Linked DNA regions of Sus scrofa: regions 2 and 3 are each linked to region 1. The links are chromatin contacts, called in public Hi-C and HiChIP or PLAC-seq maps. All regions are on one chromosome and are shown on one strand. The core of a region is the stretch at or near the end of the contact, and the rest is flanking DNA. Distances in the headings are between cores, read along the strand shown.

The links. A called contact is a pair of places that touch in the nucleus more often than the background predicts. HiChIP or PLAC-seq counts read pairs in DNA pulled down with a chosen protein or histone mark.
Region 2: a contact with region 1 is called in an H3K27ac HiChIP or PLAC-seq map of alveolar macrophages. The contact joins the promoter of DNAJC5 here to the promoter of PPDPF in region 1. A contact is called at or near these places in 1 of 5 promoter capture datasets (liver), 2 of 47 Hi-C or Micro-C datasets (both in liver) and 1 of 2 datasets of contacts at active chromatin or transcription factors (alveolar macrophages).
Region 3: a contact with region 1 is called in a Hi-C map of liver, with 4 times the contacts expected there. The contact joins the promoter of ARFGAP1 here to the promoter of PPDPF in region 1. A contact is called at or near these places in 1 of 47 Hi-C or Micro-C datasets (liver) and 1 of 2 datasets of contacts at active chromatin or transcription factors (alveolar macrophages).

Annotation. Positions count from the first base shown.
Region 1 is chr17:62,535,642-62,539,456 of Sscrofa11.1, reverse strand. It overlaps PPDPF (pancreatic progenitor cell differentiation and proliferation factor), which reads right to left and starts at 1,947. Exons shown (of 4, transcript XM_021077704.1): 1 at 1,771-1,947; 2 at 1,287-1,367; 3 at 991-1,068; 4 at 445-905. The coding sequence starts at 1,341. The coding sequence ends at 706. It overlaps PTK6 (protein-tyrosine kinase 6), which reads left to right. Exons shown (of 7, transcript XM_021077703.1): 7 at 1-604.
Region 2 is chr17:62,752,672-62,756,486 of Sscrofa11.1, reverse strand. It overlaps DNAJC5 (dnaJ homolog subfamily C member 5), which reads right to left and starts at 1,857. Exons shown (of 6, transcript XR_002339937.1): 1 at 1,618-1,857.
Region 3 is chr17:62,378,129-62,381,943 of Sscrofa11.1, reverse strand. ARFGAP1 (ADP-ribosylation factor GTPase-activating protein 1) reads right to left here and starts at 1,884. Exons shown (of 12, transcript XR_002339924.1): 1 at 1,721-1,884.

The DNA of each region.
Region 1 (3,815 bases), core at 698-3,197:
GTAGCGACACCCTTCTCAGAAGGTGCAGGGGAGGAAGCTCAGCACGTGAGCTCCCGTCCTCAGGGAGGATGGCTCCCCAAGGTCCTTCAGGGGCACTGGGCCCTCCAGCGGAGGGCTCCTGAACCCAGAGCCAGAGGCCGAGCCTCCTGTGGAGTTAGAGGACCTGACCTGGCTGTCCTGGGGATTTCAGATCCAGCTCCTTGCTGCCTGCTCTCCCTGGCTCCCCAAAACAGCAAGGCCCCCCACCCCTTCTCAGTCGCAAGGCTCCATGCGCACCAGAGCTGCCTGCCCACCTGAACCGGGGCCAGACCCGAGGTGGCCCCGGTTCAGGTGGGCCGCGAGTAGGGCCAGCTGCCTGCTGCCTGGGAGGCGAGAAGGTTGAGGGGTTGGTGGACTCATCCGTCCCACGTGGGGGGAGGGGCACGCACACAGCTCACACACCGGTCAGCCTGCTGGCTGCTCCGTGTTTATTTTCCACTGGGTGCAAGGCACAGGGTTACGGCGTGTCCGAAAGGCTCTCATGTGGCTTGGGATAGTCAAGAGCGGGGTTCTCTCACTTTCTTTTTGGTGGTGTGCTGTTCTCAATTAAAGAACCCAACTGCTGCCTCCAGCTGCAGCTCTTGAGTCTCAGGAAGGGGAGGGCAGGGGAGGGGCTCTGAGGAGCCTAGCGCCTTGGAAGGAAGCCTGGCAGCTGGTGGTGGCCTCTCAGGAGGGAGGCCTGCAGTTGGGTGTGCCCGGCTGGCCGCCAGGCTGCTGCTGAGCCAGGTCGCAGGTGATCATGCGGGTGGAGGCCCCGGCAGATTCCGAGTGCCCCGGGGACTCCAGCACCGTGGCCATGAGTGGGAGCGTGGGCTTCCCGAAAAAAAAGCTAGCCCACCAGTGTCCCGGGTCAGCTTTGGGGAGACCTGAGAGAAGCAGAGTGAGGTCAGGCTGCTGCAGCCCACTCCCCCAACAGTCCCCCAGTACAAAGGGGAGCAGAACTGCACTCACCCGGGGGGTGGGGGATGGCTTCTCCGGGGCACTCGGCACTGCCGCAGGAGCTGTTACTGGAAGTGGAGCCCAGGCGGCCTGGAGAGGGAGGCCGGGTCAGCTCCACTGGGCACTGAGCACCCCCAGCCCACCAGGCCAAGGGCTAGCATTGCTGGTAGCACAGGGCCAGGGTCAGGGGTCCACGGCGGCGCACGTGGCACCCAGAGAGGGGCTCTCAAGAAACTTGGGCTGCACCACAAGCTGGCTGGGCCAGCCCACGTGGGACTTGGGGGCGGGCGGGCAAGGGGCTTACTTACAGCGGTAGTAGTCGTGGGTGGCCACGAGCGAGCCGCTCGAGGGGATGGCTGCCATGCTCTTGCTTGGGGGCTGCTGGGAACCTGCGCACGCGGGGGTCGGGGAGTCCGTCCGGTCACCGCTGCCCCTGGAGAAGGCCGCTCCCCACCCGGGCAGAGCCGCCCCGCCCGGACTCCAGGGTCAGCCCCGTGCCCGGGTTTGTTTACCCAGCCGAGGCGGGGCGGCGGAACTCCCGGACCGCCCCCTCCGCGCGGGCGGCTCCAACCAGCCCGAACCGGCCGCGCTGGGCAACAATGGCGCTTTGTGCGCTGGTCCTCCGACCTGGGGGTCCGGGAAGCGGCCGGCGCGCCCCTAACCCCCGCTCCGGGCTCTGCCCGTCGCCCCCTACCCACCCGCGCCCCGCCCGACCGTCCGTCCTCCCGTCCGCCCGCCGCCGCCCAGGCCGGCCGCTCGACCCCACCCACGCGCCGCCGCCCAGGCCCTCACCTCGGCGGCGACCCCTCGCGGGCCTCGGCGCACGATCACGGACGGCGGGGACGGGGACGCTAGGCCACGGAACCCATCTGCCCGGGAGACCGCAGACGGCCGCTCCACACTCAGACGCGCGGGGCGCGCACGCGCGGACGCGCCCCCCGCCCGCCCCTTATAAGGCGGTGCCGCGGTCGCGTCTCGGAGGGCGGGGCGCCCCGGCCCCGGCCCCGCCCCCGCCCCAAGGAGGGCCCGCCCCCCGGCCAGGCCCCGACTCCGCCCAAGACCCAGGCGGAGCCGATCAGACCCCGCCCGAAGCTCAGCCTGGCCCCGCCCCGGCCCGGGGCCCGGCCCTCGCGGGCCCGCCTCGGAGGAAGTCCAGCCGCGCGGCGTCCGGTCCGACCTTGGCTGCCCAGACAGCGGAGTCTGGCCTAGCCTGGCCTGGAGTGGTTAAATGACCCCCGCCCCAATCCCAGAGCAGGGCCTGCCTCCCTCCCACCCCTTGGACCCCTTCTTGGGCTCTGGCCATCCTTTTGGACCCAGGTTCCCTACTGGCCCCGCCTGTCTCCACCTTTCCAGCTTTTTCCGTGGAGGGAGGGAGCATATGCCGAACCGTGGCCCCTGCCCTTCCAGCCTGTTTCTGCTGTTGTCCGCAGCCCCACAGGCCCAGCCCCCGCAGTGCCCCTCTGCTCCAGCTTTCTCTGCTCAGGATGGGGCTCGCCCCACTCTCACCCGGGACAGGTGGGAGGGCATCTGCCTGCGAGACCCCAGCCTTCGGGCAGATGTGGGCCCTCGCTGGCAGGTGCCCTTGCCCAGCTGTCGGCACTGGCTGGTACCCTGAACCAACTGTGTGCCTCAGACTTTCCAGCCCTTCAAGGAAGTCACTGCAGACCCACCCACGCCCCCCTCACAGCTCTGGGGGTTCCAGAATCCGCTCCCGGTTCTTGGCTCCTGCCCACATCCAGCTGCTTGCAAGGGGGATGGGGGAGGGAGGGAGTGGGGAAAGCTGGGTGCAGGGGCATGACTTCTATGGGTAAGTGCGGTGAAGAGCAGCTGTTTGGGGATCTCCAGGAGCTGGAAGTGAAGCCCCTGGCCTGGGCAGCTCCAGAATGGTCCCCGTGGCGCCTGGGCCCTGCCACACCCTGGCTCTTCCACCAGGAAAACCTCCTTTCCAACGGGAAAATCAGCCTCCCTCCCCAGCAGCCTCCTCCAGGCCCCAAGCCCCCTCTGCAGGGAGGGGAGGTCTCACTGGACTCTCCTTGGCTCTTTGCTGCTGGGCAGTTGTGTCCCTGGTGGTTGGAGGGTCTCAGGAAATCTGAGCGGGTTGGGGGGAGGAGCTACCGGGAAGGTCCTGTAACCCCCTCTGCCGAGCCTCCCTGAGTTCGTCCCCTCAAAGACCCTCCAGGTTCCGCAGGCTGACTTGCTCAGAAACCAAGGCCCCGGCGGTGGGGGGGACATGATCCTTTATCGGGCTGGGTGGGGGTCAAGGCCGCTGACCTCCTAACTGTGACCCGGCTTGGGTAGCAGCGTGGCCCGGGGAACAGGCAGGGAAGTGCAGCTTCCTGGCTCAGGTGGCTTTCGTTACTTTTCCACCTTGGACTCTTCCTGGCTGGTCACCGGGCAAAGGGCAGGTCGGTCCAGCCAGGTAGTGCATGGGCTTCAAAGTGAGCCGTGCTTCGCAGCGAGTTCAATTGGATGGCTCATCCGCCTGAGACGAGACTTTGGAAGAGGGGCGCGTGGTCCCCTCTGGCTCGGGCAGAGCCTCACCCCTCCCACGTCACAACGAGACCCTCCCTCCATAGTCACCGCAGTCACGCCCTGGCCGGCTTCCTGTCCCCCTTGGGCATGAATTCGGGATCAGGGCTTTACTGCAAATCAAATTTAATTCTTAAGGGTCATTTGCCATCACCCAACCCCCCCCCCCCCACCCCACGTCACCAAACCCTGAGCCTGGTGATGGATCGAATGTACCAGGGCCATGTTCCTGGTTACTGGCTGTTTAGGTCCACGTGGGCTCCGGCCATCAGTCCTGCTCGGGCCTCACGGAGCTGCCCACTGTGCGG
Region 2 (3,815 bases), core at 608-3,107, 220 kb before region 1:
GAACTGTTCTTCGCACCAAACAGCCACCCTGTGGACCTTACCCCACAGTAAAGGATTACGCGTAACAAACGTACTAAAGAGACTTCAGAAGAATTAAGTGCTGTGGGAAATTAAACAGGAAAGGGAATCAGGAAACCGGAGGTGGCGAGCTGGAATTCTAGGTAAGATAGGGAAGGCCTGCCCTCACTGGGCCTAAGAGTGAGGAAGTGAGGGATCCGGGCAGATCCGAGGACAGAGCACATGAGTCTGTTGAGAGAATGGCCAAGAGGCCATGGCGGTGGGGGTCAGAGGGTGGCAAGGGGCGTCCCTCCCCAACAAAGGTGCCCACCCAAGGCCACAGGCTCCAGAGCCGAGGTCCCTCAGCAAGGCTGTCTCCTCCACATGCAGACCTAAGCGTCTGCTCACCACAGATGCCCAGGTGGTCTGCTTTCGCCACGGCCAAGGGGAACAGGCGCAACACACACGACCCTCAGATCCCAGGGCTAGTGGAGGCACCTGCCCCACAGCCAGAGCGGCTCCTACAGCCCTTGGTTTGGCCACAGGCCCCCAGAGGTGCCCGGGGTCCCAGAGTCCTGACAGGTCAAAGGAGAGCTGCTGGCTCTCAGTTATAAAGTTTCCCAAAGCCCTTAAGTCCTGCCTCATAGCGTCACCTCTCATTTGACAGATGACACGATGCTGACACTCACGACAACACTGAACAAGAGAGGAGCAAGAGAATAAACATAAAATCTCAGAGCTTTGCCTTTAGGCAACCAAGTCACAGACGGGCCAGTACACTTGTTTTGTCATTAAGATAGTTTGTAAACAGACAGAGGTGTCCAGCACGGCACCCATTAGGCTACGACCGGCTGGTTAAAATGTCTCCTTATCAAACCTCAACACGAAAATCAAAATAAAACTGAAACTTTTGCTTCCCTTCCTGTGTGGCACAACCAAATGCACTCCGATAAATCGTCTCAGGCACATGAAAAAGGGGCTCCTTAATCCAGCCTCTCAACACGAACAAGTTAGAACCTGAAGGGAAGAGCTCCCGACACTGTCTCCGCAAGACAATACACAGCGATGCTCCAAATAATGTCCTTGCGACGCAGAGAAAACACTTCTTTCTTACCAGGCCGACGATTCACACCCCCGAGATTAATTTACAGCGCGTCAAGGAACAAAGCTCACTTCGCCGAGCTCCAAGCGTGACCCGGGGACAGGTTACGTGGCTGCTGCATCCGGCGGCTCTGCCCCCCGCGGCCCCCTGGACAGGAAAGCCCCTCCCCAGGGCGGTGGGCGCCCGGCGCACACGCCGGGCCCTGGGCCCTCGCCGCCGCCGCCGCCGGTCAGGTCTGGCCGACCACAGCGCGGGCCCGGCGGCCTGGCCACGGCGCGCGCCCTGGGCCTCCCGGCGCCTCTCCGGCCCGGCCGCCGCCCCCCGCCCCGAGCGGGGAGGGAGGGAAACAAGGAGGGAGGGGGTCGCCGCCATTTCCGGCTACGGGCGCGCGGCCCCCCAGCCCGCGTCGCGCCCCCCTGCGCCCCCGCCCTCCTCCAGCCGCCTCCACATCCCGCCCCCAGTCACCGCGAGGCCCCCGCCCGGCCTGACGCGATGCCGCGGGCCCGCCGCGAGCTCACCTGTCCGCGCGCCCGCCCGCCCGCCGGCTCCGCGGCTCTGCTCCTCCCTGCGCAGCGCTGCTGGGCAGCCGGCCGACGCGCTCCTCAGCCGGGGCTGCGCCTCGGGACCCGGCGGCGGCGGCGGCGGCGGCGGCGGCGGCGGCGGCGGCGGCAGCGGCGGCGGCGGCGACGGAGTCGGCGGCGGGGGCAGCGGCAGAGGGCGCGGGAGCAGCACCGGCAGAGGCGGCGAGGGCGCGCACGCTCACGCACGCTCACGCACGCACCCGCACCGGCGCGCGCGCTCCCGGGAGGACGTGGGCGCCGGTGGGTCGGAGCTGCGGGCTGGGCAGGCCGCGCGTGCGCTCAGAGCGCTGCGCAGAGGCTCCGCCCACGAGGGGCAGGGCCCGAATGACAGCAGTGGGCGGAGGCTCCAGAGCTCCCAGCGGAGGCTCCGCCTACTGAGGGCGGAGTCCCGAGTGCCAGCCCATACGCGGGTGCTCCGAGAGCTGTGGGCGGAGCTTGCACCGCGGAGCCGGAAGCCTCCACCGCCCAGCAGGGGCGGGGCCGAGACGCGGGGGCGGGGCCTGCCCGCCAGCGCTTCAGGTAGTGGCTAGTGCGCCGACAGGTGCTGCGGTAAACGGATGCGGGGACTAGTTTGGCGGCTGACTTTGCCTGGAGCTTCACGTAAGATTGGGGAAACGCAATTGTTCTCGTCAAAGAACAAGCGAAAGAGGGAGCTGGTGGGAGTTGTCCCAGAGGCCGCCGACCCCTGAACCACTGTTAGGGACCGCGCGGTGCAGAGATGTGACTTGCTTCCTACCTCCCCAATCGCCGAAGTGTCACAGCCATTGTCCAGCCCCTCCCAGAATCACCTGCAAACAATGCCTTGAATGGGCAGTTGTACCAACTTCTACTCACTTCCCTTCCGGTCCAGTTTCGACCCGTTCTTTGACTCCGAGGGAGGGGAGACCTGCTCGTCACCCTTCGCTAACACTCCTTATAACAGGAGGTATTCTGCCGTATACTGAGTGCCTGGTACATCTGTATGTGCTATTTCATCCTGAAAGCCGTCCAAATCGATTTTTTTTTTGGGGGGGGTCTTTTTTAGGGCCGCACCCGCGGCATATGGAGGTTCCCAGGCTAGGGGTCGAATCGGAGCTGCAGCCGCCGGCCTGCACAAAAACCACAGCGACTCGGAATCCGAGCCGCGTCTGCGATCTACACCACAGCTCACGGCAACGCCAGATCCTTAACCCACGGAGCGAGGCCAGGGATCCAACCCGCAACCTCAGAGTTCCTGGTCCGATTCGGTAAGCACTAAGCCAGGCCTGGAACTCCCCCAAATCGACCTTTCCATTCACTTCTCTTGCCTCCTCACTTCCACACTTGCCCACATCAGCGGAGTCACATTCTTAACACAGAAACTTTATGACACTGAAGTCTTCCTATGACATACTGAGTAAAATCCAAACTCTGCCAACAAGCTCCAGCCCCGTTTACCTCCACCCTCTTCTTACACCTCTCTGCCATCCTTGAACTGCCCAGTTTGCCCCAGGCCTGGGGCCTCTAAGTGGCAGAGAGCTCAGGAAGTCTCCTGGCAGTTATTAAGTTGTGCAACATCAGTCAGGCAGCACAAAAAAGGCGTAGGCCAGAAAAACAAGCAGCAGAAAGGCCAGATTAGTATCTACATCTGGTGTTTTGGGGTTGTTTTTTGTTTTTTGTTTTTTTTCCTTTTTAGGGCTGCAACTGTGGCCTATAGAAGTTCCCAGGCTAGGGGTCCACTTGGAGCTGCAGCCGCAGCAACGCCAGATCTGAGCTGCCTCTGCAATCTGTACCACAGCACACAGCAACTGAGCGGGGCCAGGGGTAGGAGCTGCATCCTTACGGACACCGCAATGAGAACTGCAGTGCCGATGTCTTTCGATTCAAGGAATGGGTGAGGCAGGCCCTGGTGAGTCTCTCTTGGACCCAGTAGTTCCACATCAGGGGTTTTCTTTGGTCTTTTTAGGGTTGGAAATTCCCAGGCTAGGGGTCGAATTGGAGCTACAGCTGCCAGCCTACACCACAGCCACAGTAACACCAGATCTGAGCCACATCTGCAACCTGCACCACAGCTTGTGGCAATGCTGGATCCTTAACCCACTGATGGAGGCCAGGGATTGAACGCTCTTCATCATGGATACTAGTTGGGTTCTGAGCTACAATGGGAACTCCTAGTG
Region 3 (3,815 bases), core at 635-3,134, 160 kb after region 1:
CCGAACACTGGACTGCACCACCCCACCCAGCGCTGGGCACCCGGCCCCGCCCCACAGGGGACCCCGCCCTTGCCGAGCTCCACACACCCACAGTGTGAAGGTAGAAACGGGTGCACGAGGCGCCCTTCCCAGAGAAGCTGGCCTGCCCAGAGGCTCAGTTCTGGCCACCACGACCCAGTCAGACAAAAGTCAGAACTGGGGGTGGCCTGTCCTGATTTCTAATTGTATAAAATAAGGCAGAGTGAGTGTCTGTGGAAATACTGCAGAGAAAATATGTGAAAAATAAATGACTTCGCCTGGATTTAAGAGGAATTCTCCCCAGCGACTGGTTCTGTATGTGAGAACCCTAAATGCTGTGAAATTTTAAGTTGGATACAGAAAAACAAATACCTGCTAACTTTCAAAATTAGAGTTTATCAGAGTTCCCGTTGTGGCTCAGCGGTTAAAGAATCTGACTAGGAACCCTGAGGTTGCGGGTTCGGTCCCTGGCTTCGCTCAGTGGGTTAAGGATCCAGTGTTGCCGTGAGCTGTGGTGTAGGTTACAGACGCGGCTCGGATCCTGCGTTGCTGTGGTTCCGGTGTAGGCTGGCGGCTACAGCTCCAATCTGACCCCTAACCTGGGAACCTCCATATGCCGCAGGTGCGGCCCTAGAAAAGGTAAAAAACACAAAAGCAATCCCAAAAAACAAAACAAAACAACAGTTTATCTTGGAAAATGATCCAGGAACTCCTGTTTTAATGTTTGAAATCAAGATGGTCAAACACAGTTTTCTGCACGTGGATGTGGCTTCTGCAAACAGTGAACTAAACACACTTTTTCTCCGTTTATGAAGAAAACCACTTCTCAGACTGCAGGATGCTGCTCCTGAAGTGGGGACCTCCTCAACCCTGGAGATCAAAGGGGGTGACGCAGGGACACTGCCTGGTCCCCAGGGCTGTTACCCTCATCTTTCTCAGACACCAGCCAAGACACCCAAAGCGCCTCGTCCAAGCACAAGGCTGTCTCACTCTAAAGCAGAGAGCGGAAGCCAAATGTCAAGGCTAATTATCCCCGGGCCATTGTTACGGCCCCACCGGGCCCGTCAGAAACAGCCTGGCCGGCACATCGCGCCTGCACTGAATGAGCACAACTCTCCTTCGGGGCCTGCGATGAGGCTGTTCAACAGCGAGGGCGGCCAAGGAGCATACTTCTAACCTGAAGGCACATAACCTGAAAAAGAATCTTAGAGTCGCTTCTCGGTTTCCTCTCCTCCCAAGACGATCACCCACCGCGGATGAGGAGGCAAGGAGCTGAGGCCCGGAGGCTGCCCCCGGAAGGGCCTCTCCGACACCGACTCTTCCCTCCTCGGGCGGGAAGCCCCTTCGGAGCTACGACCCGGCCTGACCAGAGCCTGTGTCCAAACCCGGTCCTGGGTCCGAAGGTGGGGACGGGGCAGGGCCGGCTGGCCCCACGGAGGGGCTGCGGTGGGCAGGGGCCCGTGACAGCCTCGGAGGAAAGAAGGCTGGGGGCCGGGGGCGCGCGGCGGGGTGGGCGGGGGGTCGGTCCGGGCGGGGGCGGCGGCGGAGGGGCGGCGCGGGGGGGCCCCCCGGGCAGCAGTCCGCCGGGGCGGGGGCGGCAGGGGCAAGGCGGCCTCCGGGAGGGGTGGGGGTCCGGGCGGGGCAGCCGCCGGGAGGGGCTGAGGACTAGCCGGGGGGAGCCGGGACTTCGGCCGTGTCTTACCTGGCAGGGCTCGATCCTGCGCGCCCGTCGGGCGGGGGTCCGGGCGGGGGTCCGGGCGGGGGTCCGGGCTGGGGTCGGCGGCGCCGCGAACTGCACCGAAGATGCTCGCCGGCCGCCCACCCCGCCGCCACCCGCTTCCGGCTACGTAGCGCGTCGCGAGGCCTGACGGGAAGCCGGGGGCGGGCCGGCGGGGGCGGGACTTCCTCCGGCCGGCTGGGCCGGAAGCGCGTCCCTGCCCCATCACCATGGGGACGCGTCCTTCCCAGGGTTGCAGTCTCAGACTGGTTGTCCCGCGGGGCCCACGAGGTCCTGGGGGCCGACAGCCACGCTCACCGGCGACGCGCCATCAGGACGCTCAAATGAGGATGGCTCAGGGGCGTCTACTTACAAGGGAGCCGATTAGGGGGGCGTGGGCGGGCTTAGGGCACCGCCGGAATTCTGCGGGCCGCCGGAGCTGGAGCCCCAGAGCTGTGACGTCAACAGGCCCCAAGGAAAAGGGGGAGGGAGAGGTTCCGGGACTCCGGAAGGAGAGAGTCCTCAGGGCCTCTGCCCCAGAGAAGCTGTTATCTTTGGTTGAGGGCGTGGCCAGCCGAGGAGATCTAGCCGAGGAAGCCGCAGGAATAAATGCCGGCCCCTCTGGCCTCTCACCTCCCGATCTCCTGATCCGGCCTCCCGCTGGCCGAGCCCGTTGGTGAACTCCGAGGAGAAGAAGGGTGCAAGCAGGCTGCAAAGCAGTGTGAATAGTAAGATCCCAAATACGGGAAATTTGACTGCAGGAAAGGAACTGTCGAGAGTGATGCTCTCTGGGAGGTATAATGGCAAACGATTTTTGGTTTTGTTTTCACTTTATGCTTTTCTGAGAAGTCCGCATATTCTTCACGGACCTCCGTAACTTTTGGAGTAACCCAATATAAACACTTCTACTGAGACATAGTTTATTTTCAGTAATGTGCATTCAGTGAGTCTTGGCGGATGTGCGCCCCAGCGTAGCCACCACCATGATCAGTTACACGGCATCTCATCGGAGGCAAGCCCTGTTCTTTTAGCCCATTTCTCAGGTGGTCTGTTCTAGAACATCACCTAATAGAATCATGCCACGCTTTCAAATGGCTTCTTTCATTCAGACTATGTTGTCAAGGTTCGTCCCTGTCTTAGCCTCTGTCAGCACTTCATTCCTTTTCACAGCTGAATACTATTCCACGACATGAAAATGCCCCTTTGTTTATCCGTTCACATATTGGACACTACAGTCATCTCTGAGTCTTGGCTGTTGTGAATAGAGCTGCCCTGAAGTTCATGTACAAGTCCTTTAAGGGTATATTTCATTTTTTTTTTTTTTTGGTCTTTTTGCTATTTCTTTGGGCCGCGGCATATGGAGGTTCCCAGGCTAGGGGTCTAATCGGAGCTGTAGCCGCCAGCCTACGCCAGAGCCACAGCAATGCTGGATCCGAGCCGCGTCTGCAACCTACACCACAGCTCACGGCAACGCCGGATCGTTAACCCACTGAGCAAGGGCAGGGACCGAACCCGCAACCTCATGGTTCCTAGTCGGATTCGTTAACCTCTGCGCCACGACGGGAACTCCAAGGGTATATTTCAAAACCTCTTTTGCTTAATTACCTAGAAGAAACATTGCTGGGTGATGAAGTAAAGGGCATGTTGAGCTTTGTAAAAAATTGTGTGGCAGTCTTCCGAAACAGCTGTACCATTTCACACTCTGCCAGCCCCGGAGCTCCAGTTGCTCCATGTCCTTGGCAACACTTAGTATTGTCAGCCTCTTAGTTGCAGCCAGTCTGAGGGGTACAACACAGAGTCTCATTTGCATTTTCCCTCCACTGCTGGTTGAAAGCTTCCCTGGGTGCTCCTCTTCGTTTCTGGGCGATTCGAGCTGCTGGCATCTCAAACACAAAAGGGCTAAGACGGTGTGGATGGGGCACTCATAAGGTCTACTCAGCGGCAATGTGAGACAGTGTGGAGTTTAGCATGAGACCCTGTGGTTGGAACCGAGTGGGTTCCACGACTCAAAAGTGCGAGGGTCTCATGCTGGATTCCCGACAGTGTGCTCCCTGGAGGAGATGGGCTGCGAAGGAGGAAA